2 separate regions of the Mus musculus genome follow, and region 2 is linked to region 1. A link is a contact called in public promoter capture Hi-C data. All regions are on one chromosome and are shown on one strand. The core of a region is the stretch at or near the end of the contact, and the rest is flanking DNA. Distances in the headings are between cores, read along the strand shown.

Evidence for each region. Promoter capture Hi-C pulls out the DNA fragments that hold promoters and counts their contacts.
Region 2: a promoter capture Hi-C map of pre-B cells shows a contact between it and region 1. The contact joins the promoter of Capza2 here to the enhancer-like site in region 1. A contact is called at or near these places in 4 of 39 promoter capture datasets (the C10 cell line, liver and pre-B cells), 1 of 484 Hi-C or Micro-C datasets (pre-B cells), 1 of 115 datasets of contacts at active chromatin or transcription factors (large pre-B cells) and 1 of 9 other capture datasets (liver).

What each region holds. Positions count from the first base shown.
Region 1 is chr6:15,759,598-15,767,426 of GRCm38.p6, forward strand. The region is part of intron 3 of Mdfic (MyoD family inhibitor domain containing); the gene reads left to right. Among named protein-coding and RNA genes, the nearest start is that of Mdfic, 43 kb to the left of the region's middle. Within about 2 kb of position 4,699, at least 24 of the 459 cell types and tissues checked have an H3K27ac peak or open chromatin away from gene starts, as enhancers often do. A contact at or near this core is called in pre-B cells, where this site is marked.
Region 2 is chr6:17,633,035-17,640,863 of GRCm38.p6, forward strand. It overlaps Capza2 (capping protein (actin filament) muscle Z-line, alpha 2), which reads left to right and starts at 3,976. Exons shown (of 10, transcript NM_007604.3): 1 at 3,976-4,126. The coding sequence starts at 4,088.

The DNA.
Region 1 (7,829 bases), core at 3,449-5,948:
CTGACCAGATTCCTCTTCCTTCTCCTTGCGAGGTCTTTTTCCTTTCAGCTCTTTGTTGAGATAGCCTTTGTAGCTTTCCAATATGGAAAAGTGTTTTGTTTTTTTCCTCTGTTATTGGGAAAATACTGTTTTGAGTAGTTTATTATTTTTTTCTTTTACTTTGTAATAGTTAAACATACTTTTCAGTTTTGCACTATTGGTGCTCTTCACCACCGTTTCACTAGCCTGTGCATTGTGTCTGATACTTAAAGTACACTCAGCAAGCACATGATAATAGGCAGTAGAGCACCCAAAACAAAGCAAGACAAAAAAACCAACCTCACTCCCAACAAACCCAGTTCTCTGCACAGCAGCTGTTTGCGCCAACTGTTTACCTCAAGTTCTAAAACATTTTGTTGCTTTAGCTTTTTATTATCTCTAATTATTTACAATTTCTTGTCCACTGTTGGAATAATTGGTAATATTATACTAATGTGAAATTAATATGAAGTTCATGATAATCCATAAATTTGACATTTTTCCCCTAATTCATCAGAATGAGAAATCATGATAGGCCTAATGAATTACAGGCTATGCTGGGTGGTTGGGGATTTAGAGGATCTGGATACGTGACACACGTTATAAACATCACCAAGGGAAAGAAAGAAGCCAGATTCCATTAGGGAGTGTGGGGAAAGGCAATTCTGCTTAGAGTTTCCATGAGAGCACTATATAGTTATCAGTGCTTCATTTAAAAAAATGAAACTGGGCGCTGTGGAAGAAGAGCTACTGCTTCCATCTTTCTATTTCTGTCATTTTTGTGATGTTCATTGCTCTAAATGCTGGAGCAGATACTATGTGGAGCTTTGTAGGCATATGACACATGGGTGTCATAGTAAACACAAACAAGGTGCCTGATGGAAAGGAATACAGAGTTTGATGGAGAGGACAGTGTTTTATACATGTTTCTTCTTCATTCCAAAAGGAGAGTGCTACAGACATCTCAGGTAGAACCGTTTAGCAAAGATGAAGAGTTGATGAATTTGTGGTGTAGTTTTGAAGTAAGAGGCAGTGGAGGGCATCCCATGGCAGTGGATAGAAGAGAACGTCACAATGGAGAGACTGACACATTTGAGAAATCGGACAAGTTTCATATAACTGGGGACCAGGGAAATGATGGGATCTGAGATGAAGGCATCATAGGAAATGTTTCACTAACGTACTGATTTTATCCTAAAGATGGAAAAATAAACATGGAATTCTTTATCAGTACAGTAAGGCAAATAGAGTCTGGGTTGGTTCTGTTTGTGTTAGTTTGAAAGTGGGCTGGAGGTAGAGAGTTCTGATAAGGTGGCCTTGATGACTTTAGGTAAGAAATGACATGGCCTGGTGGGGCCCAGGCAGAAGGAAGAATGCTAAGCATAGGCGGCATGCGCCACAGGGTTGTGTGAGCGGAGGCTTGGTTGAGATCCACAGGGAGCCTGCTTGTGGAACTGGGATTCTTTTGGATGTGCTCTTGCTCATCCCTCAACCCCGCCTTCATCGTCTCTTTCATTCTCCTGCATTCCTCTTTCATCTCCTGTTCTGCCGTATTTTTCCTTTATTGTTTTGTTTTATCCTTGCTTTCTGATATTGTATCTCAGTTTTGTCTTTGCTTTTCCTTCTTCAAGAACACTGTGATTTAAACATAGTCCGTGCAAACAAAACAGCATGTGTCTGTGCACTGTGCTTCTGCAGGGTGTTGTTTATACACACCCTCGCAGAGGATGCTGTCGCGTAGGAAAATGTGCCAAGCTGTATAGATGAAAGTGATTTTATTTTTGTTTTGTTTTGTTTTTCCTTTCCTATAACAAAAGCAAACTCAACATACTGTACAAGTGAAGCTAGTGTGTCCTTGAGCACAGGACAGCAGAAATGTAAATCATGTAAACATTGAAGGAACTGCAGTTAGTGAGAGGATGCCACACGTTGTTCACTCTGATGTCTGGCACACCGGAAAACTGTGATGTCATTTTGATAGCTACTCTCCCTACTTTTGAATCCTTGCCTTTAATGACAATAATGTGAAATTAACACTCATAGGGATGTCCTTTGGATTTATTGTTACTTGAAATCATAAATATCCATAAGCTCTATGGTGGTAGATGACTTCTTCGTAAATTTGTTCCCTGTTAGATCCCTTGTCCCTAGAATAGTACATAACAAATATTTTATAATGACTTATTTCAGCCGTTTTGCAGGCAAAGTGACCTTGATAGATTTAGTGTATTTTAATGGAGAAATTAGGAGAGGAACCATTTATGTAAATGGTCTCAATCTGTGACTCCTCAAGTGTGGTTAATGGCTCTGTCCCTCTATGTGTAGCCACTTGTTGATGCTTTTGTTTTAAGTAATATTTTATTCTGTCAAGTAATACTGTAATTTGATGACTCCAATAATCTAAATCAGAATCTGGAAAGTTAAAGCAACCGTATTAAAGAGAAGTTAAGATTTAACCTTGGGGTTGCGAAAGGGAAAACAGTGTTCAGTGTTTGGCTCCTTATTCACTTACATATTTATTTTCCCTATTATGTATCTATTATATATATATATATGCTATGTATGTACATATTTAAGTGTGCAAATGAGACTCTACGTGTGAATCTAGCGATCCTTCGCATCACTTCCTTATAGAGAAATGTTGCCAGGATCCTCTTTAGGAGTCAAACACGATGATTAGGGCCTGATTAGCGTTTGAGTCAACTTTTCGAACTTTACTTTCAATCTTGAATCTTCACATTATTTCAGCAGGAATGTCATTTGTAACAAGAAATGTTACTAAGCCTAAAGCACAGAGGTTTCCTAGTCTCAGACCACTTATTGAAGTTGCTCCCATCGCAGCTGCTCACCAGTGAACTTAGGATCATGAGCTTGGTTGAAGCTGGGGGTGTTTCTTTTGGAAATTTGTTTTTCTTTTGGTTTACTTTATTTAAGCTATCAGAAATACCTTTTCCTTGTTATGCAGTAAGTTACTTGGTTAGCATTTTAGGTTAGCATTCTACCTGACTTCATCCCTTTTACCCGTGATGTCATCTGTACATCCCCATTGCCCCATGCTCAAAGATGCCCAGTCTTTGCTTGCCCACTAAGTTGAGTTTGCTTTTGTTATGGGAAGGTCCTCTTAGATATATAACTTGGCAATGACTTTTTGCATGCTACTTTTGGAAAGGTTACTTAGTGAGCCTTTTTGATGCATTTCTCCACACATCCTATGATATCGGTAACTGAATCTTTAATTCCCTTGTTATAACAGACAGAGTTTCTTGAGTCTTCACTACAGTTCTACTCTCCTTCTATTATGCTTTTACAGCAATTCCCTAGGCTCGGGAAGGTGAAGGATGAAGTTTATAATGGTACTGAATACCAAACTGTTGCTTGATTTATTCAGGAAGGTTATTATATTCAGGGATCAAGTGACAGCTTAAAAGCTAGTATCATTCATCATCATCAGCTAATTTTCACTGGGTGTCCACTGGGTGCTGAGCATCATACAAGGCTCTTTGTCAGCATGCATGTGCCTGATAAGGTTGATGGGATTCTAGGAATACAGGATCCTGTCCTCCAGGAACATTCTGCTGTCAATGTGAGTCACTGAAGACTCAGGATTGTCAAGTTCTGTGTACAAATGCATGTAACTAAAAACACTTCATTGCTGCAGAAATTACTGTCAGCAAATCTAGGTCCTATCCTCATTAATATCTACACTGTTGCCAGGGAAATAGAGAGATGTTGAACAGACAAGCATAGGTGTCTGCTCTAGTGACCTGAGCTCAGCAGCATACATTTATGCTTTGGGTCTGCAGCAGATCCTTTCTGTCCTATACACATAATTTCGCTCCGTTTTTTACTTAATGAGATCCAATTGCCCCCTCCTCCAAACACCTATGCACTTCATCTTTCCTTGTGAGAAACTAGTCACATGGATTACACATCTAGATCTAGTGCCTGTTCTTCTCTAGATTGCTGTGTGATATATATCCCTCTCCTGAAATTATTTGGAAGACCAACCTAGATCAAATTTGCTTCAACTTGTTATCATCAATATGTAGATTAAGACAGTGAAGGTGAGGCAGAGCAGCCCCTGTATGGGTGGATAAGGAACAGGGTGGGTCTCTGGAATACTTGGTAATGAGAATAGTATGAGCTGAGCCTGTGCACAGCATTTCCTTGTTGAGTTTCTTCCCTGCCTTAGGCCTGTGTTCTGCTGAGTGCAGTGAGTTCGTTTACTGGAGGCCTCTGCTAAGATTTCCTTGTTTGGTATCCATCACAGCCATTGCAGAGAGGACTCCCTTGGAAAAGACTTAGCAGTTCTTCTCCAGTTGATAACAAACATTTAGGCTCGGGGATTACCACAAGAGTGGAAAGGCCTCAGGAGATTTTTATGTAGCAGTCCAATTTTTCCCCCTTCTCTCTTCCTCCCCTCACCCCGTTTCCTATGGAGAACCTCATCTTTGTGGTACTTTGCCCCTTTTACTTTTGAGATCTGGCCTTCTCTGTTTTCTTTTCGTTACCACTTAACTGCTTCTTGTCACCAGCCTGTATCAGTAGTGGGGCTTGCTCCAGGCAATATGTGCTTCCGTTCCTTGGGCTTTCTCTACTTCTGCAGTACTCCTGTGCAGGATATGGAGACGTATTTGCCGTGGTCTAAACGTTTCAGGTTTCCAGTGCTGTTCTTCCTGCTTAGTATCTTCTATTCCCCTTTGTAGTGTTTTTAATTCCAACACTAAATTGAGGAAGTAAAAAATAATTAGCCTGCTGCAACTTAGCTAACACACATGCTTATTTGAACTTCGGTGAATCCAGATCTCTGGCTGTTCCTTGCAATCCTATATCTCATCGAAGGTTGCTTGATCTCTGGTTTCAGAGGCTTTTCAAAATTTGTCTGTATAGAGGGGTACATATTCTGGATTTATACAGTGGCAAATTTATTTGCATATGGCGAAAAATGACTGTTGCTTTAGGAAAATCAGCCCTTCATAAAGCTTCCTGAGTTTTCTGGTTGGTGTGCACTGCCCAATACCACTTTGGTGTTTTAACTATAGAATGCCCAGAGTCCAGTGCCTATTAGCAAATCAGGACTGATTCCTTTGAAGAGATGAATTCATTGCAACTCTTAAACTCTCTGCCATCTTATACAAATGTCAGTATATAAAAAAAATAGCTTTTAGAAAGATCATACCTTAATGGTACTTGTTTCATTGAGTTATTGTTTGTATAATATAAAGCATATTTTAATAATTTCCTTTTCTGTAAATTATGTATAAAATGCATATGCATTTATTTTTAGGTGTATCCATAATATAATAAGTATTAATAATTATAGATGGCAGTCATTTTTATCAGTTGATTCAGTGATAGAATGGTATAGAAGTATCTCTTGAGTCAGGAAACAAAGAGATACCATAGCAAATTCTATAATGCTGTGAGATTACCCAGTAAGGATACTATTTTATCATATACATAAAGCTCGTAGATGATGCTTTATAAGCAAACCTGAAAATATAAACTTTTCAAATCCATGAATAAAATCCTCTCTACCCAGATAAGTTATCTAGAAACTACGAAGCATCATAAGGCCAGACTTTTCATTCATTTGAATAATCAAGCAGTAGGTGCGTACATATCTCCTATGTCTGGAGAGAGAAAAGTAGTGGGATTTTGTTTTTCACAGACTTATAGTTTGAGGACATTTTAGAGATATTTATATATCTTAAATGAAAAAAAATGTTCTATGTTCCTTAATTTTTCCTGAATTTATTCATTTTTATTATATTTCTCCTAGAAAATGCAAGATTATGTTTGCATATTTATTTGACAGAAGGTTTTCAATAGAAGATTGGAAAACAAAAAATTAGTAGTATTGTCACAGAATGTAAAAACAGGAGGCAAACGAGAAAAAAATTAAAATGTGGGTAAACTCAGTAAGGGAAATTAAGGGAAGGACCAAAAACTGGAACTGGGAAGTCAGTCTTCTCATTGCTGCCATGAAGATTTCTGGTATTTGAATCTTTCAACATCCCTGAATTATGCTTCTCAACTGTGATTAAAGCTTGGTGGCTCCCAGGGTAGGTCACACCCAAAGCCTCAGGGCCAGGCCTGGAAGGAGAGTGTGGAAACAAGTCTATCTCTGAGAACCTGGACCAATGGCTGAATCTGCCTTCAAGGCAAGATTCAGCACAGGATTAGATACCAGCCTTGAACAACATGGAAATGCATTTGCCAGAAGTTATCTGCCTCCAGGTGTTAAATATGTTTAGTTATGTGATAGTGCTCTTTATGAAATACGGTAGCCATACTCCAGTTACTTCTCCCAGCAATTTTGAACAGTTGGTCTCTTTTATTTTGGATGGTACTACTTCCCATTGTCATCTGGTAATTTACTTCACATTTGATTTAATCTTTTAACATAAACCACAGTATTCCAGACTCAAGAATGGTCTCTGTCTTGTGAACTCACATCCAAGGAGCCATAGCACCTGATTGGGATCGCAAATTAATGAATGCTCCAAAACACATAAGAATTCCAAAATATACAATATGTTAAAGGTACACATTAGATGCAGTGAAGATAGAAAATAGGATATGTGACCAAAAGAGTCCAGAGACTCTTTGTAGGTAAATAAAATCAGGAGGTAAATAAATGAGTTCCAGAAGTTCTTGGAAGGTAATGTAGAGACTCTGGCAGGGCAGAGTTTAGCAGAAATGTGCACCTAGCCTCTGCACATAGAGTCCTGACCCTGGCTGATAAAAAAGAGAGGATTGTCACCTTTGGAGTTTACCTAAATTCACATTATGTAGTTAAAAAAAAAAAAAACAACCTAGCAAACAAACCAAAAACTAGTATAGATTTATCATGGCTCATATTGAAAAACATTTCATCTCCCACTTAAGGGCACCAATGCATAGAAAGTATAAGGATTAGAGCTATATCTTAATAACATTTTTAATACTCTATTTTATACACATATATCCATGTACAGTATTGCGTACATAACATCTCTACCATTACTCTGTGTATGTGTTTGTCTGTTTTTCTGTCTGTTCTATAGACATCATGTGGTACTGCATACCCACTAAGAACCCTAAAGCTATTTCTAAGAAAGCAACTTGGGATTTAGTGTGATTTTTATGTGTACATCAACCGTTTAAATTAACTAAGTGCACGAAAACTCTTGTAATTTTATTAAATATAGCTTTGATGGAGACCAGCAATAAAGATGATTTGCTCCTTCTAATAGATTATACCCTGGAATAAAATATGGCTCTCTATTGCTATTCCAGCAGCTGCAGTTTCAAGTATACTTATTGCTAGCTACGATATCACTGAGGGTTTTTTTTTTAATTATCAAAAGAAGTTCATGCTATCGACTCCTTTACCCTCATGTTTTTATTCCCATTGAGACCTGCTAGACCGAATTCTGCTGGTTTCCTTCCTGATTGAAAACATTTGAACCTAGAAAGTCCAGTATTTCTTAAGACATTTGTAACTATTCATCATGGATATTAAAATTACAATCATGCTGCATTGTATGAGTCGTGGTTTAAAAGGAGAAAATCCCTACACATATGGTGATCAGGTGACCAATGCTATCCAGGTTTGAAAATGCTGAGTGTTCTAATACCTGGTATTTGAAATTTTGACATGTATTGCATTGGTTTCTGAATATGGAGAATACATTTTTGCTCATAGAGAGTAAATTTAAAATGGGGTCTTTTGTAGCAGCACCAGTCCTGTTTGGAGTGATATTGCACATGCTGAATGTTCACATATCAAACAAAATGCCAGCCTTCTGTAGAAAAGAGGTGTCAAA
Region 2 (7,829 bases), core at 2,726-5,225, 1.9 Mb after region 1:
GCAGCTGAGTAACTTGGGACTCTCTAGGAAAATTGTTTGCTGTCTTGTTCTGGAAGTCACCATTTGTCTACTAGCACAATTTTAAAATTCCCATTCAGGTATGTGAAATGGATCACTGGATATGCCTCCCAACAAAACTTCTCTTCAAGGGCTTTTATGTGCCACACACTAGATATGCCAAAAGCTAATGAAGACATAGGCCATGACCTAGAGGAGCAGAATGGTACTAGGATGATAATATGTGACATCACTAAGACCTATATTAATACCTGGTCCAGATGCTAAGCACACTGCCTGTGATCTCACTAAGTCCACAGGACAGCCTTGTAATGGGAGTATCGGTAATATCCCCAACCACAAATGAAAAGAAATGGAAACAGAGTAAATTAAATCTCTCAAGGCTGGGAGAAGCTGGAAAAAAAATCAGAACTTAGATGTTAATAAGTTATTATTATTAATACCAGGTATTAATTATAGATCTTAATGATGTCACTTATTATCATCATAGTACCATTCTGCTCCTCTAGGTCATGGCCTATGTCTTTATTAGCTTTTGGCATATCTAGTGTGTGGCACATAAAAGCACTTGAAGAGAAGTTTTGTTGGAAGGCATAAAATATGAATGTCTTTGAATGAGGTTATATATGACAAAATATCAAAAGAAATCTTTACACAGGAGTCTAGGAGAAAAAAATATTTCAAGATTCAATGAGGGTTTCTGTTATGTAGCTATAGCCTCAGAATCCAAACACTGCTTCCCAGGAGTCATAGGAAGAGTCAGGGAGTAATGAAATTTACAAGGCTCAAGAAGTAAACCAAACTCACAGAGCTTGTTCTTGCACTCTACACATTATATAGGCAGCTAGATACAGGTGGAGAAAGACTGTCTACAGATCACACCGGCAGCTCTTAGAGTGCTACTCTCATGAGTCATTACCCATGCCGGTGTGGGTATGGCTCTCCTCTCCCCCCCTCCCCCCCCAGTGCAGCTGCCATACTCCTGTGAGTGACCTTTCAACCACACCCCTGTAAACCTCATTCAACTCACTAGTTAGCTAAGCTACACTTGGAGCAAAGGTTTTTAATCTCCAAGGAAACTGCTACACAACAATGGAACCCAGAATTTCGTGTCTATGAAATTAAGTAACCTCTGTTCACAATAAGTTTTACATTTGTTTCTTGGACGGGAGGTGCATGCCACAATGTGTGTGTGTGTGTGTGTGTGTGTGTGTGTGTGTGTGTGTGTGTGTGTTGGAAGGCGACTTAGAGAAGTTGGTTCACTCAATCTACTGGGTGGGTTCTGTGATCAAATTCAGATCATCAGGCTTCGTGGCAAACACTTTTATCTACTGAGCCATCTCACCAGTTTTCATGATAACTAAAATATACAGAGTTTGAGCATATCTACAGGAAATTGAAGAGGGGAGAAAAAGCAGGTCTGGAGAGATGGCTCAGTGGTTAAGAACACTGGCTGCTCTTCCAGAGGACCCAGGTTCAATTCGCAACACCCACATGGTCACTCAATACTGTCTGTAACCCCAGTTCCAGGGGATCTGGCACCCTCACACAGACATACGTGTAGGCAAAACACCAACACTCATTAAAAACATCTTTTACAAAAGCAATCTTAAAAAGACAAGTCTAGGGAGGTTTTGAAAAGCCATGATTAAACCACTAAAAAGTAGAAGAGAGGTGAGTTTGGAAACTAAATAGGAAAATCATGGAAAATTTCATGGGAGTTTGTGAGAGGAGTTGGGGGAAGGGAATGAATAAAGTAAAAATATATTATCTAATATGCTCAAGGAATAAATAAAAGTTATTTTTTAAAAAAAGAGAAAGGAGATAGAAATTCTCATGTTGATAGAACTGTGCAGGGAAACTTTTGCTTATCTCTTGATTATGATGCACCAGAGGCAAGGATACTGGCATGTTTCTTAGTGCAGTCTTGTAACAAGCACTTCTTATTTATACTTGCTGAAGTTTCTTCCAAATACATGTCACTTAAATTCTGCGAATCCCTTTAGCTGTATCAAGAAGGTAGTGTTTAGAGATTACTATAGGGACTATTCGACATTATACATAATTTACTGCTTTTTAAATTGCTATGGGAACCATATGCAAATATCACCAAACCCACGGCTAGAAACATACTCTGACTCAGATTATTGCAAAACATTACAAGATTTTCAATGAGGCTTCTAAAGGGTAGTGCTGCCAGTAAGTTAGCTATGCAACATTCACCAAGAACCCACTGTGTAAGACATAAAATGCTAAGTAAATAGGAGCAACCTTGGTGGGGAAACCCTGAGTCCCAGATACTGTTGAAGAAGGTGCTGTGAACTGGATTGCTGGCATGCCAGAGAAGGCACCTCCATTAAGTTTTATTCTGTGGAGAAAGGGAGAAAGTTCTGACAGTGGAAAGAATGTGGGATGTTGAACAAAATGCCTAGGATTCAGTCGTATTCGAGCTATGTAGCATTGGATAAATTCCTGAGCTTTGGTTTGGACGAACAGTAATACTTACACTTACAATGGCAGGGAGCAATAAATAAAGCAAGGATTTAGGAACTATAAAAGAGGGAACTGATATTGACTTGTAGCTCCTGAGGGGTTTGGTCAGACACTGTTCTTTGTTAACTTGCATGCTGTCTCCACGGGTTTGTCTTCAACTGGACACTTTCAGTTCCCGCACATGTCAGCTTCCTCTTCCTGCTCTCTGCAAACGAACACTTTAGTAAGTCACTTAATGATAGTGTTCTTGGACCCAGATAGCTATTTGAGCTCTTTAGGGTCCTCTTACCTGTCATTTACACACAGCTGTCAGATTGACACCGCTGAGCATGTTCGGTTCATGTCGTGACACTGTCCAAATGCCCTCAAGAGCTTCTCACTTTCTAATTATTGAAGTCTTAACTACTAACTAAACTCTTAGTCCTTGGTAAAAACAAAGTGTGGTTTTCAGACGAGTAGCACTCCTCCTTCCTGGGAGCTTGTAAGAAATATAGATTCTCTGGTTTGCTCAGGCCTGCTGAACTAGCAACTCAATTTTATCAACATTTCCAGCTGCTTCCTGTGTCAGCTTTGACTTCAACCTTCCACCCCCCCCCCTTTTCTTTAACTTGAAGCTTCAGTAGTAGAGTTGCCAGATTTAGCAAATAAAAGTAGGAGACATCCAGTAAAATTTGAAAATAATAAATAATGGTTTTAGAATGCTTTAAATCCTTCATGGGACATTTACCTTAAAAATTGGTTGTATGAAATTGAAATTTCTACTGGATGACCTGTAAGTAGTTTGGACAGCCAGTTCATGAGGGTACAGATCCAAGGCTAACTTAACTTTTTTTTCTTTTTTTTTTACTTTCCAGGAGTACAATGCCTTCCCTAACTCAATGTCTAATTAATAGAGGTGAGCTTAAGAGCATTTTCTTTGGGATTTTTGTTTGTTTGGGTTTTTAAATCTACATTTCTTATTCCTAAGAACTAGCAAAATAGTCTTCCTATCATAAAAGACCAATAAATGTTTTTCGGATGAATAAATGAATATATCAAAAGTAATCTTTCAATTATGGACTGGATTGTGTGTGCCTATTTCAATTAAAACAGTATTTTTCCTAATACTTAAAAATGTTTTAAATTGGTACAGCTTTTCACATTTTAGCTGGCAGCGTTCAGGACTTGGTGGGAACAAAGTCATGGGCTCAGAATGTACTCATCGCCAACCGGGTCCATATGGTCATCGTTGACTAGAGAAGGCACCAGACAGAGCAGGATGACAGAAGATAACCATAGCAATCCCACTTTGGAGGCGCTGCGCACGCGCACAGCGGCGCTCAGGCCGGCGCTCAGGGGGAGGGAGGCGGAGCTCCGGGGGCGCGTGCGCGGCGGCCTAGGCTGAGGAGGCGGAGCTCCCAGGCGTGTGCGCAGTGGCTCGGCTCCCGGGAGGCGGAGCTCCGGGGCGCGTGCGCGGCGGCCTGGGCGGCGGGGCCCCTCCCTTGGCGGGGGCGCGCGGCGCGGAAGACCGCTCGGAAAGGGGGAAGTCAGGTGGCCGCTGCTGCCACCAGCGCCACGGTCTGTCGCCAGAAGGAAGATGGCGGATCTGGAGGAGCAGTTGTCCGATGAGGAGAAGGTAGGTGCCGCGGCGGTGAGGAGCCGGGCGGGCGGGAGGGCGGGAGAGGTGAGTGCCGAGGCGCGAGGGCCGGAGTCTGACCCCGGGCGGGCTCCGGTGGTGGGCCGCACGCCTGCGCTTCCCGAGCGGGGTGCTGCCCGGGCTCCCCGAGGCCGGGCCCCTCCGCTCCTTGTAGGGTGTGTGCTCCGAAAATAGGAAGCGGAGCCCGGCGGCCGCGGGCGGGAGCGGGGGCGGCGGGACCCGGCCCTGGGGGTCCGGGCTCGGGAGCGGCCGACGGCGGAGCGGCGCCGCCTGGCCTGGGGCTTTCGCCGTGAGGCGGGCGGGCGGGGAAGACGGCATAGCCGACCCTCACTTTTTCCTGCAGTTTCTCCTCCCCAACGCGAAGTGCTTCCTGGTTCCCCAGGGTGTTTCCTTCCCTCCGGAGGTCGCCGTCTCCACATCCCGCCCCTTCCCCCCCACCCCCCGCCATCTATTTCTTTTATTAATATTGTCATTACCTTTTTTTTTTTTTTAATTGCTGCTCCCATGTTCCCCGGAAGGCAGTATTGTTCACAAAGACACCCCTCCCTCCCATAGTTATTTTCTGCCCAACTTGGCTGCTTCCCCCTCTTGGGGCAGATTTGGTGACATCCCATCTTCCTGATAGGACCAACTCTGAAGAGGGCGAGCGGGTGCAACTCCTTTTACTGTGTGTTAAATGCTGTGACAGCATTAGGACCAAATGCACGACTCAAGTTCTCACATTTGTGATACGAAATCTGATCATTGAACTAAGGCTCTTGCCCATTTTCTTTGGCGACTGAGGAGACCGCGTACCAAGGGGCAAGTAGTGTGAGGGGGAACGCCATACGTTTTGAGTATTTTCTGGAAAAGACCGGGACGTTTTTTTCAAACTTAGACTTAACTGACATATGAGTGTGCTGCCCTTTGGAAATGTCTGATCTTAGCTTGTTTTTAAGTTCCAAATGAAGTACACCCATGTGGGAAACAGAACTCAGTTCTAGTAGGGTGTTAGAGAAACACTAAGGATATTTTCAGTTGGGACCCTCTCCTTTTATACTGCACCAGAATTAGTGTTCTCTTTCTCTTTGGTTGTTCAGAACTCAGCCTCTTTTATGGTTTTGGAAGTGTTCTGGCTTTCTCGTTTGTGCCCTTGGATGAAATGGTGATAACTTAACAAAATGGGGACAAGCATACCTTACTTTAATTCACAGAATTAGACCCTAAGTCGCTAAAAGTTGCTGTACAGTGTTTACATTTGTAGCATTGAATAGTTTAAAGCTATTTATTGAAAATATACCAGCGCATTACAAGAAAAATAGCGTTTCAGATTCAAAGTTCTTGAAGCGATTTTTTTCATGTTTTGTGTACTTTCATATAATTATTAGGAGGAGCTCAATTGGCTTGGAAGATAGTGAGAAGAGAATTGTTAGGGTGGGAATTAATGTAGATTTGCCATGTTGTTGGAAAGGCCCGGAAATTTCAAAATAAAATGAGAAGATTCCTTGACACCCAGTGTGCTGAGTTTTACAGAGTAGTGTATGAGTTCACCTGCTGGCATAACGTTGGAAACAAATTAATGAGAATTTTAAGCTTAGATTTAGCATCTTTTTGTGACATAGGTAGGAATATTCTGTAGTAACTTCACATACAGATTTTTATAACAGTATTTTCTAATTTAAGAGATCAGTGGTTAAACTTTCTAGTGAAATTTAAATAACCAGTAAATGGAAAACAATATTTTGTCACTTTTATTTCCCAGTAGACTTGTACTGTTTTAGGAAGGTGTTCCATATAGATCAGAAATGGATTTAATTGTGATATTTTAGGACCAGTTCTTAAATCATGCTTCTCTATTTTATTTCCTTGCTTGTGATTTTTCAGGAGTAAGTTTTAAATACTTTTTACATTTCAGTTTTGCAGGTCTAAAGAAGGGGAGGTACTACAATGTATAATAGTGTAGTTTATATGTATTTATCATGTAAGAAAAATGTTCTATTTTCTTTTTTAACTTAAGTTTGAGGTAGATAGTTTTATTATCCTTTACCTGTAAGTAAATTAAGGTTTTAAAGGCCTTATATAGGAGGGAAATGGCAGAGGTGAAATTTAAACCTAAGTTTATCAGAATTCAAGGTTTGCTTGTATACTTAATGCCATTATGTTCCCTTGAAGTTGATTATAGGACTATCCTGGGGTTATATATTGGTTTTCAATTTGCTTATTTTTAAAAAGAAAGCAATGGTTCTTTATAGTATCAGGTTCTAAGTTTGTTTTTTATACTTAGTGAAAAGGCTAACTGGTAACCTTGTGTTTTCACCATTTTTAACTAGTTTATTTTTATGTAATGTGAACATTGTGTGCTACTGCTATATAGTTTCTTACTGCCCCTGTGGAATGAGGCATTTTAGAAATTAATCATAGCTGGGTGTGGCAGAGCAGATTTGTAATCTAAGTACTGAGGAAACTGGGACTGGAGGATCTCTAGTTCTGAGGCCACCTTACAGAAAGTAACAACAAAAAGAGATTAGCTGGGTGTTGGTGCATACCTGTAATCCCCAGTACCCTGGAGGCTGGTCAGGAGGAACGTGTTTCAGCTTAGCTTGGTCTTCTGAGTTCTTTTGAGACAGGGAGACCCTGTCTCAAAAACAAACAAAAGGGGGAAAGTATCTAGGACACTAGACTGAATGTACTGTGATTTTTATGGCTTAGTTTCTTTTGGCCACAGTGTTAATAAGGAAGTAAAGTTAGCTGAAGAAACAATGAATGAAGTCCCTTAAAGGCATTAACTTGCCCTATGACCCTGTAAATTTTACATATAGAAACTCCAAGCCAAAAAGAGTTTTATGTTTTTCTTTCTAAGGTCATTTGAATTCTATAGTAAAGCATTTTAGTGAATTTGAAACTGTATAAACTTGTCGTGTAGAGTTCAAAGAGAACGGTTCTGAAACGCTCCTGAAGGAGGACCGTAATTGTTGATAGTCAGTTTTCCTCCTTGGACCTCCCGTCTCCCCCAGTGAACACACTTCTGTGCTCTTGGGAGCCTGGAACTGCTTGTGGGTGTGAGGATGACCTTGGACTTTTGATCTTCCAATTTCTACCTTAGTGCTGGGGCTTCAAGCATACACTCTGTCTTGCTGAGTTTAACGTTAGGGGTGAAGCCTGGACTTTGTGTGCTTGTCGAATCTTCCAAGTAAGGTCCATCTCCTGCCCTCTCCGTCGCTATCCATCTCTTTTGTCATTGTTGTAGTCACTTAGTCCTTTATTTCAAGAGCTTGTTTTGTTAATTGTTTTTCTGCTTGACCTGTACCTTAGATCAAAATATTGTCACTTTTATGATCATGATCAAAAATGTCTTACACAAATAATTTATTTCCTATTTGTAAAAAATAATTAAGTTAGTGTTTAGTTCATAGTCTCTAGGTTGACAGGATGATCAGTTTGTAACAAAATTTCACTATTCAAACAGGACAGTTAGGTCAGTAACAGCGTTTAAGAAAGAAATAAAACTTAAAGTTAAGAGACCTAGACATTATATCAGAGCTGTTTTTTTCCTTTCTGCTGCATTTGTTATAGGCAAGTTTTTTTGTGTAGTTGCTAGATTGATCCCTCTAGCTGCTTATATTCCAACTCTGCTTTTCTGTATTCTCAAAAAATACTAGTGCTGAATGCTCAGTGTGCCGATACACCTCTCTAAACCCCACAC